2 separate regions of the Macaca mulatta genome follow, and region 2 is linked to region 1. The links are chromatin contacts, called in public Hi-C maps. All regions are on one chromosome and are shown on one strand. Each heading gives the region's core, a stretch centred on a gene start, on an enhancer-like site or on the middle of the called end of the contact. The rest is flanking DNA. Distances are from core to core; before and after follow the strand shown. Region 1 holds the start of POLN (DNA polymerase nu). Region 2 holds the start of CFAP99 (cilia and flagella associated protein 99).

Evidence for each region. A called contact is a pair of places that touch in the nucleus more often than the background predicts.
Region 2: a Hi-C map of CD4 T cells shows a contact between it and region 1, with 4 times the contacts expected there. The contact joins the promoter of CFAP99 here to the promoter of POLN in region 1. A contact is called at or near these places in 3 of 14 Hi-C or Micro-C datasets (CD4 T cells, blood and liver).

Annotation. Positions count from the first base shown.
Region 1 is chr5:2,370,142-2,375,236 of T2T-MMU8v2.0, reverse strand. POLN (DNA polymerase nu) reads left to right here and starts at 2,454. Exons shown (of 26, transcript XM_078002889.1): 1 at 2,454-2,524; 2 at 2,782-3,049.
Region 2 is chr5:2,548,864-2,553,958 of T2T-MMU8v2.0, reverse strand. CFAP99 (cilia and flagella associated protein 99) reads right to left here and starts at 3,175. Exons shown (of 15, transcript XM_078002973.1): 1 at 3,036-3,175. ZFYVE28 (zinc finger FYVE-type containing 28) reads left to right here and starts at 3,483. Exons shown (of 13, transcript XM_078002908.1): 1 at 3,483-3,987.

The DNA of each region.
Region 1 (5,095 bases), core at 1,205-3,704:
TGGAGAATTAATTTGTGGCCCAAGAAACCACCCAGGAGTCACTAGGAAAGTGGGTTTCTAGAACGGCCTTCAGGGCTCTGGAGTGCACCCCTCCTGCCCTCCAGGGATCTCTTTCTATAAAGGAGCCCCTTGTCTTTCTGCCATCTTTAATGCTGTCTCCTCAGAGTTCCTCCTTGCAGTCTATAAATATCCCCAAGTTCCTCTCATTTTCAAACAAAACAAAATAAAAAATCCTCCCCTCAGCCCTGCATTCCCACCCCCTCAGCTTGTGTCGTTTTGCATGCTCTCTCTCTCTCCTTTGTCTGTCTCTTGTCTCTCTCTCTGTGTCTCTGTCTCTGTCTCTGTGTCTCTTTGTGTTTGTCTCTGTCTCTGTTTTTCTGTCTCTGTGTCTTTGTCTCTCTCTGTGTCTCTCTTTCTGACTCTGTCTCTCTGTCTCTGTCTCTGTCTCTGTCTCTCTGTCTCTGTGTCTGTCTCTCTCTGTCTCTGTCTCTCTGTCTCTGTCTTTGTCTCTGTGTCTGTCTCTCTCTGTGTCTCTCTTTCTGACTCTGTCTCTCTGTCTCTGTCCCTGTCTCTGTCTTTGTCTCTCTGTCTCTGTGTCTGTCTCTCTCTGTCTCTGTATCTCTGTCTCTCTGTCTCTGTCTTTGTCTCTGTGTCTGTCTCTCTCTGTCTGTCTCTCTGTGTCTCTCTGTATCTCTCTCTTTCTCTCTGTCACGCTCCTCCCACTCAGTCTTTGCCTCATCAGCAACATTTCTGGAAGGCGTTGCCTGCACAGCTCCCACTTCCTTCTGTCCAAACTGGCTCAACTCTGTCTCCTGATGCACACCCCCGGACCTCCAACCCTGGGCTGCAGGGGTCCTCCCACCAGGCCTCCCCTTTCCAGCATCCCTGGTTTCCCCGCCTGCAGATTGGGCACCACTCTGAAATTTTTCCCGTCATGTTTGTTTTTCAGATCATTTTAGGCCTCATTGACTTTTAAAAGAGGAGGATAAAAACGTAAAACAAGTGAAGAATGAATAGGAAAATCTTTGACTCTTATCAGATTACAATATTTGCCTTAGAACATTCTTATTTCTCTCCTTGAAAATGTTAAGAAAAACTATCCAAACGACTTCTACCTAGTCACCCTGGACTAGAAGATTGTCTAACAAGCCACCTTTAGGGTCATTTGAAGCTGAAGGGAGGGAGTTCCATTATATTTACCCATGACCAAAGCCCCTGCTAACCTGTGGAAGACTGAGGAGTGGCAAAGGATTTTTGTTTGATAGAGATGCAAACGAATTCTGTCCAATAGAGAGGTCTGGTTTCACTGGGCTGTAGGGCATCAGCCAGATTCGCATGAAATTTAGCAGTCCCGTTTCAGTCATCTTTCACTGACTGCCATCCTCTTTGGAAATAGTGTATCATCCTCCCTGAGTTAAATACATCTTTGTATTTAACTCAGGCCACTCCGTTTATGTGAGTTCATTTCTAACATTTTGAAAATGGAATTGTGGAGGAAGTCAGCTTTTTTTTTTTCTTTTGATTCGGAGTCTTGCTCTGTCGCCCAGGCTAGAGTGCAGTGGTATGATCTCGGCTCACCGCAGACTCCGCCTGCCTGGGTTCAAGCGATTCTTCTGCCTCAGCCTCCCGAGTAGCTGGGATTACAGGCACCCACCACCGCGCCCGGCTAATTTTTGTATTTTCTAGTAGAGATGGGGTTTCACCATCTTGGCTAGGCTGGTCTCGGACTCCTGACCTCATGAACCACCCGCCTCGGCCTCCCAAAGTGCTGGGATTACAGGCATGAGTCACCGCGCCCGGCTGGAAGTCAGCTTTTACATAGTGGTCAGGTGAGGGATTGGGAATTAAGTGCTTTTGCAAAATAAAGTTCATTGTAAAAGATTCTAAGCGAACAATCCCTAACCCTTAAAATGTACCAGGCACTGCTCCGGCTGCTGTGGATGTGGGAACTCGTCTCTCTCGGGGGCCAGCGCTATCACCGCCGGGCTCCAGCCTGTCTCCCAACCACCAACCTGTGCTTCTCTTTGTACCCCTCAAAAGTGCCTTCAGAGGGTTTAGATTGAGGTACGGGGCAGGGCAGGCCTGAAGCACAACTGACGGCTCCGTTGAGAGCAGGCCCGCAGCTTCGGCTCCGCAGAGGGCGCCCCACTATACCCCACCGCACTCCTCTACACCCCAATCCTTGCCCAGGCCCCGCCCTCTTCCCAGGCCCCGCCCCTTCCTGGCCCTGTCCCCGCCCTGCCCGGCCGAGACCCTGCCTCTCTCTGGCCTGCGCCCCGCCCAGGAGGCAGGTTGCTCGCCGCGGCCGGGGGCGGAGCGCCGCCTGCTCAGCTCCACCCCATAGTCCAGCCTCGCCGACTCCGCCTCTTTTGACACCACGCCTGCGCAAACGGTCATCCCCGCGACCACGCCACCGCCTTGCGCGTGCGCGCGTCCCGGCGCTCCCGTCAGGCAGTGCGAGGCGCGCGGGTTACGGAGGGCGGTGGCGGCGGTTTCCTGTGAGAAGCTAGCGGAGCTTCCTCAGGTGACTGACGCGGGCCTGGGTTCTGGGCGCCGGGGTGTGGGACTGGAGTAGTGGCCGCGATCCCCGACTGCACCCCGCTGCCTCTTCTTTTCTTGAGCTTCTGGGGACTCCTTCCAGGTGCTCCGGCAGCTGCCCGGGCATCACGGCCCGGTCGGCGGGACGAGGAGCTGGGGCGGGGGCTGCGCAGGGCCGGTCACCCCGCGTCTGCAGCTCGGTGTCGACGGCGATTCGGTGGGCTTCTGCGTTCGTTCTGTTAGCGTGCTTAGGTGTCACAGCTGGGTGACTCTCGGAAGGAAGGTTTTGCCGCTGGCGCGTCAGGTGTATCGCAGCCTCGGGGCCGCGGATCCCTGGGCCTGACGCCGCCTCGGGTTCGCGCGGCCCCGGCGTCGCGGCTGCCTCAGCGCTGGCTGAAGGCCGGCCCGAAGCGCCCTTAATTGTGGCCGCGCGCTTCCCTGCTGCTCCTGCTGTTCTCCGCGCCGCGGTAGTGGACTCTGGAGGTAGAGCCTTGCCCGACGAGTCGTTGAGGTAAATAGTTGATTCTTCAGAAGATGTGCCATACTTATTTGCGTTTTCTTACATACGGAGGGCAGGGAAGAGAGGCTGCCTAGCCTCCTGGTGACTTGGGTTTGTTTGGATCCATTTATTTTGAATTACAAACAAACGTTGCTCTATAAAGAGTAATGCATTTTAAACCATTTTATCTTTGGAAAAAACGATAAAGTGGATCCAAATAGATCCACTTTCTTGTTAATTAATTTTCGTTACTTTTGGGGTTTTCTGAGAACTAGCCTAATTGTTTCTCTTTATCATCATCAAACATTGCAGCTACGACTGCCTGCCAATTATCCTGCTCTCGGATATCATGTGATATTTGTCTGTGTCTTCTTTTTAAAAACACTGTCGTCATATTTGTGGTCTAATACTTGTTTTCTTCCCCCCCAGGAGGAATCATTATAGATTCTAAAAATAGATTTTCCCTTCTCTGTGGACTTGGTATAAAACGTAGTTTTTTTCTGTTTGGATTTATTTTCTAAAAATCAACACCGTAAACCCACATCAGATACAACAAAATTGGGGTAGTTAAACCATGAGTTGTGGAAATGAGTTTGTGGAAACATTAAAAAAAATTGGTTTTCCCAAAGCTGATAATCTTAATGGAGAAGACTTTGACTGGTTGTTTGAGGGCATTGAAGATGAATCGTTTCTGAAGTGGTTTTGTGGGAATGTGAATGAACAGAACGTGTTGTCTGAAAGAGAATTGGAAGCTTTTAGCGTTCTTCAGAAATCAGGCAAGCCCATCCTAGAAGGGGCGGCACTGGATGAAGCTCTTAAAACGTGTAAAACTTCTGATTTGAAGACACCTAGACTGGATGACAAAGAGCTGGAGAAATTAGAGGATGAGGTTCAAACTCTACTGAAATTAAAGAACCTAAAAATTCAGCGGCGTAATAAATGTCAATTGATGGCTTCAGTAACTAGCCACAAATCTCTGAGGTTAAATGCTAAAGAAGAATCAGCCACTAAAAAGCTGAAGCAGAGTCAAGGAATTCTAAATGCAATGAATACTAAGATCAGTAATGAACTTCAGGCTCTTACTGATGAAGTTACACAATTGATGATGTTCTTCAGACATTCTAATTTAGGTCAAGGGACAAGTCCACTGGTATTTTTATCGCAATTTTCCTTGGAAAAATACCTAAGTCAGGAAGAGCAAAGCACAGCAGCGTTAACTTTGTATACCAAAAAACAGTTCTTTCAGGGTATACATGAAGTAGTTGAAAGTTCAAATGAAGACAATTTTCAGCTTTTAGATATACAGACACCATCTATTTGTGATAATCAAGAAATCCTTGAGGAGAGACGACTAGAGATGGCTAGACTGCAGCTGGCGTACATTTGTGCTCAACATCAATTAATTCACTTGAAAGCAAGTAATTCAAGCATGAAGTCAAGTATAAAATGGGCAGAGGAGACTCTTCATAGCCTAACCAGCAAGGTAAGCATAAGAAATGAGATTGGATTCACATTGTAATTATTGTTAGGAATAGAGGATATAATATTGCTATTGAAGTACTTTAGAATGGGGCATCTAATAAGAGATTACATTTTATTTTCTCATTGTTCAGTGTTTGTTTGTGATCTGTGTCAGTGTTTCATACAAATAGATTCGTACGTTAATGGAGGGCAGCAATAGTAATTATCTCAACCACATTATCTAGTTTATTTTAAACAAACGTGCTTTAATTTGCATTCTGAATTTTAAATTTGTGTGATGCAGATACAGACTGGACTGAAATTTTCTTTTTAGGATGTGGCTAGAAACTAATTGCTTTATTTTGGGTATTCTGCCTCATTTGCTCCAACCAGAGCATAGTGCTAATGAAGTCAGAGGTCCAGGTTCAGTAGACTGAAACTGATTTCTTTTTGAGAATATATGGATAGATGTATTGCAGATGTCTGTCTGCACTCTTGGAGAGCTTGCTTTCTGGGTAATATAACTGCTAGATACTTGAGTAAAAAATGTAACATTTCTGAATCTGAATATCAGCACCACGTTAGTTTCTATAGCTG
Region 2 (5,095 bases), core at 1,926-4,425, 180 kb before region 1:
GTAGCTGCGACTACAGGCGCCCGCCACCTCGCCCGGCCAATTTTTTTGTATTTTTTAGTAGAGACGGGGTTTCACGGTGTTAGCCAGGATGGTCTTGATCTCCTGACCTCGTGATCCGCCCATCTCGGCCTCCCAAAGTGCTGGGATTACAGGCTTGAGCCACCGCGCCCGGCCTTCTTAGGAAATATTTTATAGACACAAATGAGATTATATGAGGAGGTTTAAATTCCATCAGACACAAAACAGCTCGACACTCTCAACCACTAGGAGATAACTCATTTACCTAAGATCTCAAATGTATGTTAATTAAAATATAATCTTTTCTCCTGATTGAAGCCAGTCTCCTAAGGGTTGCTGCCAAGTCAGCCCCCATGGCTTCTGCTTAAAGCACAATCCCACGTGGCAGGTTTTGCTAGTTGCTTTTCAATCTCCACTCCCCCTTTCCTCCCAAATAAGAAAACTCTGACTTTTAGCTGGGTCTACTGCTGCCCAACTGAAAGATGGCATTTCCTAGCCTCCCTGGTAGCTGGGGCATGGTCTTGTGGCTACGTTCTCCCATCACCTTCAAGAAGTGGAAAGGTGTGAGACTTCTGGAAAGTCTCCCTGAACGAGAGGGGCATATCCATCTTCTCTTTTGCAGCTGGTACCTGGGCTGAGGAGGTGATGGCAGGAATGTGGGCAGCCATCCTGGATCATGAAGAAATGTGAATGGCAGCTAGAAAAGTTGATCCTTGGCCGGGCGCGGTGGCTCAAGCCTGTAATCCCAGCACTTTGGGAGGCCGAGACGGGCGGATCACGAGGTCGGGAGATCGAGACCATCCTGGCTAACACGGTGAAACCCCGTCTCTACTAAAAAAATACAAAAAACTAGCCGGGCGAGGTGGTGGGCGCCTGTAGTCCCAGCTACTCGGGAGGCTGAGGCAGGAGAATGGCGTGAACCCGGGAGGCGGAGCTTGCAGTGAGCTGAGATCCGGCCACTGCACTCCAGCCTGGGCGACAGAGCGAGACTCCGTCTCAAAAAAAAAAAAAAAAAAAAAAAAAAGAAAAGTTGATCCTTGAGGACTTTGGGGCTGCCATACCAACCATGATTGCCTCTCCATGACCTCTTTTTTTTTTTTTTTTTTTGAGATGGAGTCTCGCTCTGTCGCCCAGGCTGGAGTGCAGTGGCGCGATCTCCACTCACTGCAAGCTCCGCCTCCCGGGTTCACGCCATTCTCCTGCCTCAGCCTCCCGTGTAGCTGGGACTACAGGTGCCCGCCACCATGCTCGGCTAATTTTTGTATATTTAGTAGAGACGGGGTTTCACTGTGTTAGCCAGGATGGTCTCGATCTCCCGACCTCGTGATCTGCCCGCCTCGGCCTCCCAAAGTGCTGGGATTACAGGCGTGAGCCACCGTGCCCGGCAACCTCTTTTATAAAAGTATGAGTAATATTCTTGTTGAGGCCACTATGATGTTGGGATTTTTCAATACATGCAGCTAAACCTAACTGATACCCCAATTCCCCAAGTTCAGCCTTCATCCCATGCACAATTTCAAACTATAAAACAAAGGAAGGGAAGCTCTGAGCAGATAAAACTGCTCCAGGACCTGGAGTTGGCCAAGGATAGACCCAAAGAGAATAGCCATTCACTCAGTGGACAAGCCCATCAAGTGTCTACCCCAAGATCCTGTGCTGAAGAAATTATGGCTTTGGGAGCAGCAGGTTTTATGGGGGAAGATTGAGAGTGCAGTTTGGGACACATTAAATTGAAGAGGATCTGTTAGGCGTCCAAATGGTGAAGAACAGGTAAACAGGAGTTTCAGGGTTGAGGCTAGAGATGCAGGTTTTGAGAAGTTTGGGAGAAAATCGTTGTTTATAAAACCACCTGACTGCAGGAAATCCCCAGGGAGGAAGTGGATAGAGTAGCTTCCAAGGACTGAGTCCAGGGTCTCCAGTGTTGAGAGGTCGGTGAGCAAGGTAGGCAACCAGCCAAGGAGATCAAGCAGGTGTGGCCAGGAGCAAGGAGGAAAAGTGGACAGAGTGATCTGTTCCAGCCAAGCCAGGATGGTGTGTTATGGAGAAGGCACAGTCGGCTGGGTCACCTGGTGGTGACAGTTCAAGGAAGAGATGAGCGCTGACCCCTGATCATCGGATTTTGCAACATCAAGGTCAAGGATGACTTTGATAAAGAGCTTCAGAGGAGTGGTTAGGTGAAAATCTGACTGGAGTAGGTTCCAGAAAGAACAGGTGGGAAGGAATTGGAGATAAGGGACAACTCCAGAAGGGTTTTACCCTTCAGAGGGTCGACTGTGGTAGGAAGAGGAGGTTAGGGAAAGTCAATTAGTTACTCAAAAATGAACATGGACCCCACCCCCAACTAAGAGAAATCTCAGATGCCAGCGCACCTAGGCTCACAATGAGTATGATGGAATAAAGTGGTCATGGAGTCCACGGACCTTTCTGAGTACCTGGCCCTGGCTAGTAAGGACAACCAGGAACAGGTCATACTTCTAAATTCTGAACCGAGCAGGGCATGATTTCCATCTCCTGTGTCTCACATCTGCACGTTTCACCACAAGCCAGAAACGTGGTGCTGGTGCGGCAGGGAAAAGTGCAGCGCTGTGGGGTCAGGCCGACCCAGACCCGCCGTGATCTGGATGCAACCCCCACAGCCAGGGCACGCCGGCCTCGTTGTGCCTGCTTCTCCGGCCGTCAATGGGAAGTTTAAGTGAGGCCACGTGTGGGTTTTTAGCTCTCTGCTTGACACACAGCAGGTAGTCTGAGGTGAGCGTTTTAAGGTACAAATTAGGGCACCATTGGGGGGAATAGCGAGGGCGGGAGAGTATCTTTTTAGAACGCACCGCTGGTAGTGGTGATTTAAAAAAAAAAAAAAAGAAAGAAAAAAAAGAGGCACCGTTCACTTTCATCGAGGAGCTGGGAAGAAGACGGAAAAGGTGTTTGGGAGAAGCAAGATGAGCAGCGAGTGAGAGGGACCGGCCGGCCGGTCATGAAAGTCGGCGGCGCGTAGCCCCGCACCTGTCCCGCCCCAGTACCTGGCGGGCCCTCCGGGCAGCCGAGCCCTCCTGCTGTCGCCACCTGCCGCCGCCACCTGCCGCCGCAGCAGTTTCCTCGACCAGGTGGGGCGAAGGGGTTGGCAGTCGCGGTCCGTCAGCTCCTGGTAGGCAGGACGCGGCGGCTGTTTGGCGTCGTCGCCTGGCAACCGGCTGCACGCTCCAGCGACGTCGGGTGGACCACAACCCCCACAATGCACAGCGCCGCGGCGCGGCCCGGGCGCCAAGTCCTGGGCACCGCCTTCCCGCCATGTCCTTCGGGACTTGTAGTTTCTTGGATCCCCGGGCGCGGCGAGTCTCCCAGCCAGCAGAGAGCGCGCCTCGGCGGGGTGCGGCGCCCGCGCGCGGGGATTGGCCGCCTCCGCCCCGCCCGTCCCGCCCGCCCCGCCCGCCGCTCGTGGTGGGCCCGGGGCTCGCGGCGCCATAGGCGCATGTGCGGCGCGGGGCGGCCGTGACCAGCGGAGTGCGGGGTGTCAGTGAGCAGCGAGGAGCCGCGCGCCCCCGTGCCCGCGTCTGTCCGTGCGCCCGAGCGCCAGAGCGCCAGCTCCCGGGTCTGAGGGTCCGCCCGGCGCGCCGCTTGCAGAGCATCCTCAGGGCCGCGCACCTGCCCCGCGCGCCTGCCCAGCGCACCTGCCCGCCGCCCGCTCGGCGCTCCGGGCTCAGCTCGCCAGCTTCCCCGCGACCGCGCGGGGGCTCCAGCCGTGCCTCCGCGTCCGCCCCGCGCCGCAGCCGGGCCCGGGCGCAGCGCTGCGGAGGGCGAGGGCCGCCCGGAGTCCGGCCAGGGCCGGCGCGGCGATGATGAACAGGTTCCGAAAGTGGCTCTACAAACCCAAGGTGAGCGGCCCCGCTCGGGCCGGATGCCCCCCGCGCCGAGGCCTCTCCCTTCCCCAGGACCGCCCGTCCCCCCTACGAGACGGACCCCCTTTTCCTGTCCGTGGCCGGCCTCTTCCCCCACCGCCGACATACTTCCCTCCACTCCGCGACTTGGACAGACCTTCATCGCCCTGTCCCTGGGGCGGGTCCGAACGTCCCTCCTCGCTTCCTAAGCCCAGGTCTAGGACTGACCCTCCTGCTCCTCCTCTCGGGCCGGGGAGCACTTTCCCTCTCCCTTTTTCCAGGGCCACAACGGGCCCCTCTCCCTCCTCATCCCGGTCCTGGACGGTGCCCTCCTACACTTCGTGGTCCCCAGCCCGCGGGCCTGGAGCAGACCCCCTACTACTTATCCGTCTCCCCTCCCTGAACCAGGGATGCTCCCTCATTCCCCTCCTGCTCCCTCATTCCCCACCCCCATTGTCCTGGGCCGGGAATGGACCTCCCTCCGCACTCCAGAACAGACCCTCTCCCCACTTCCCCGGGTTCTGAGAGAAGCCACATTTCCCAATCCCTGGGTCCAGGGCAGACCCGTCCTTCCGAGTCCAGAGAGGATCCTGATGGCGGCCTCCCTTCCCGAACCAGGACTGACCCACACCTCGGCCCAGTTGGCGTCCCCTCCCTTGTCCCCATCCTTGTCCCTTCCCCACCCGCGTCCTCTGGAATCCGGGACAGGTCCTCCGCCCGGCCCTTGGGACGAGCGCGCCGGTGGCCAGCAGCCTTGGCGGGGCTGGAGGTGCGGCTCCACAGCCCGCGCCCGCGGCCCTCCTAGCGCCATGGGGTCGGGGTCCGGGCGGCGCTCTCCGTGCCTCGGCGGCTGCGCCAGTCGCACTGCAGGCGCTGCGTCCCCGCCGCCCGCTTGGGGCTCGTGTCCGCTGCAGCCGGAGCAGGGCCGGGCGCGCTCGGCGCGGGGTAGAGGCGCGGCGGTGCTCGGGATCCCGGCGCAGGGTCCAGGGCGCATCTGGGCGTCCGAGGGTGGCACCCTGGGGCCGGCGCAGCGGGGAGGCCCTGGCCCTGAGATCTTGGGAGGGCACGGCTCGGGTGGGGTCACCGCGGCGACCAAGGGCGGGAGTGGGGCCAGCGCTGCGTCCGGGCAGCTCGGATATCCAAGGCCACTGCGTTGCCGACCCACCCCTCCTCCCTCCGCTGGCCACCTTTCTCCGTCCAGCGTC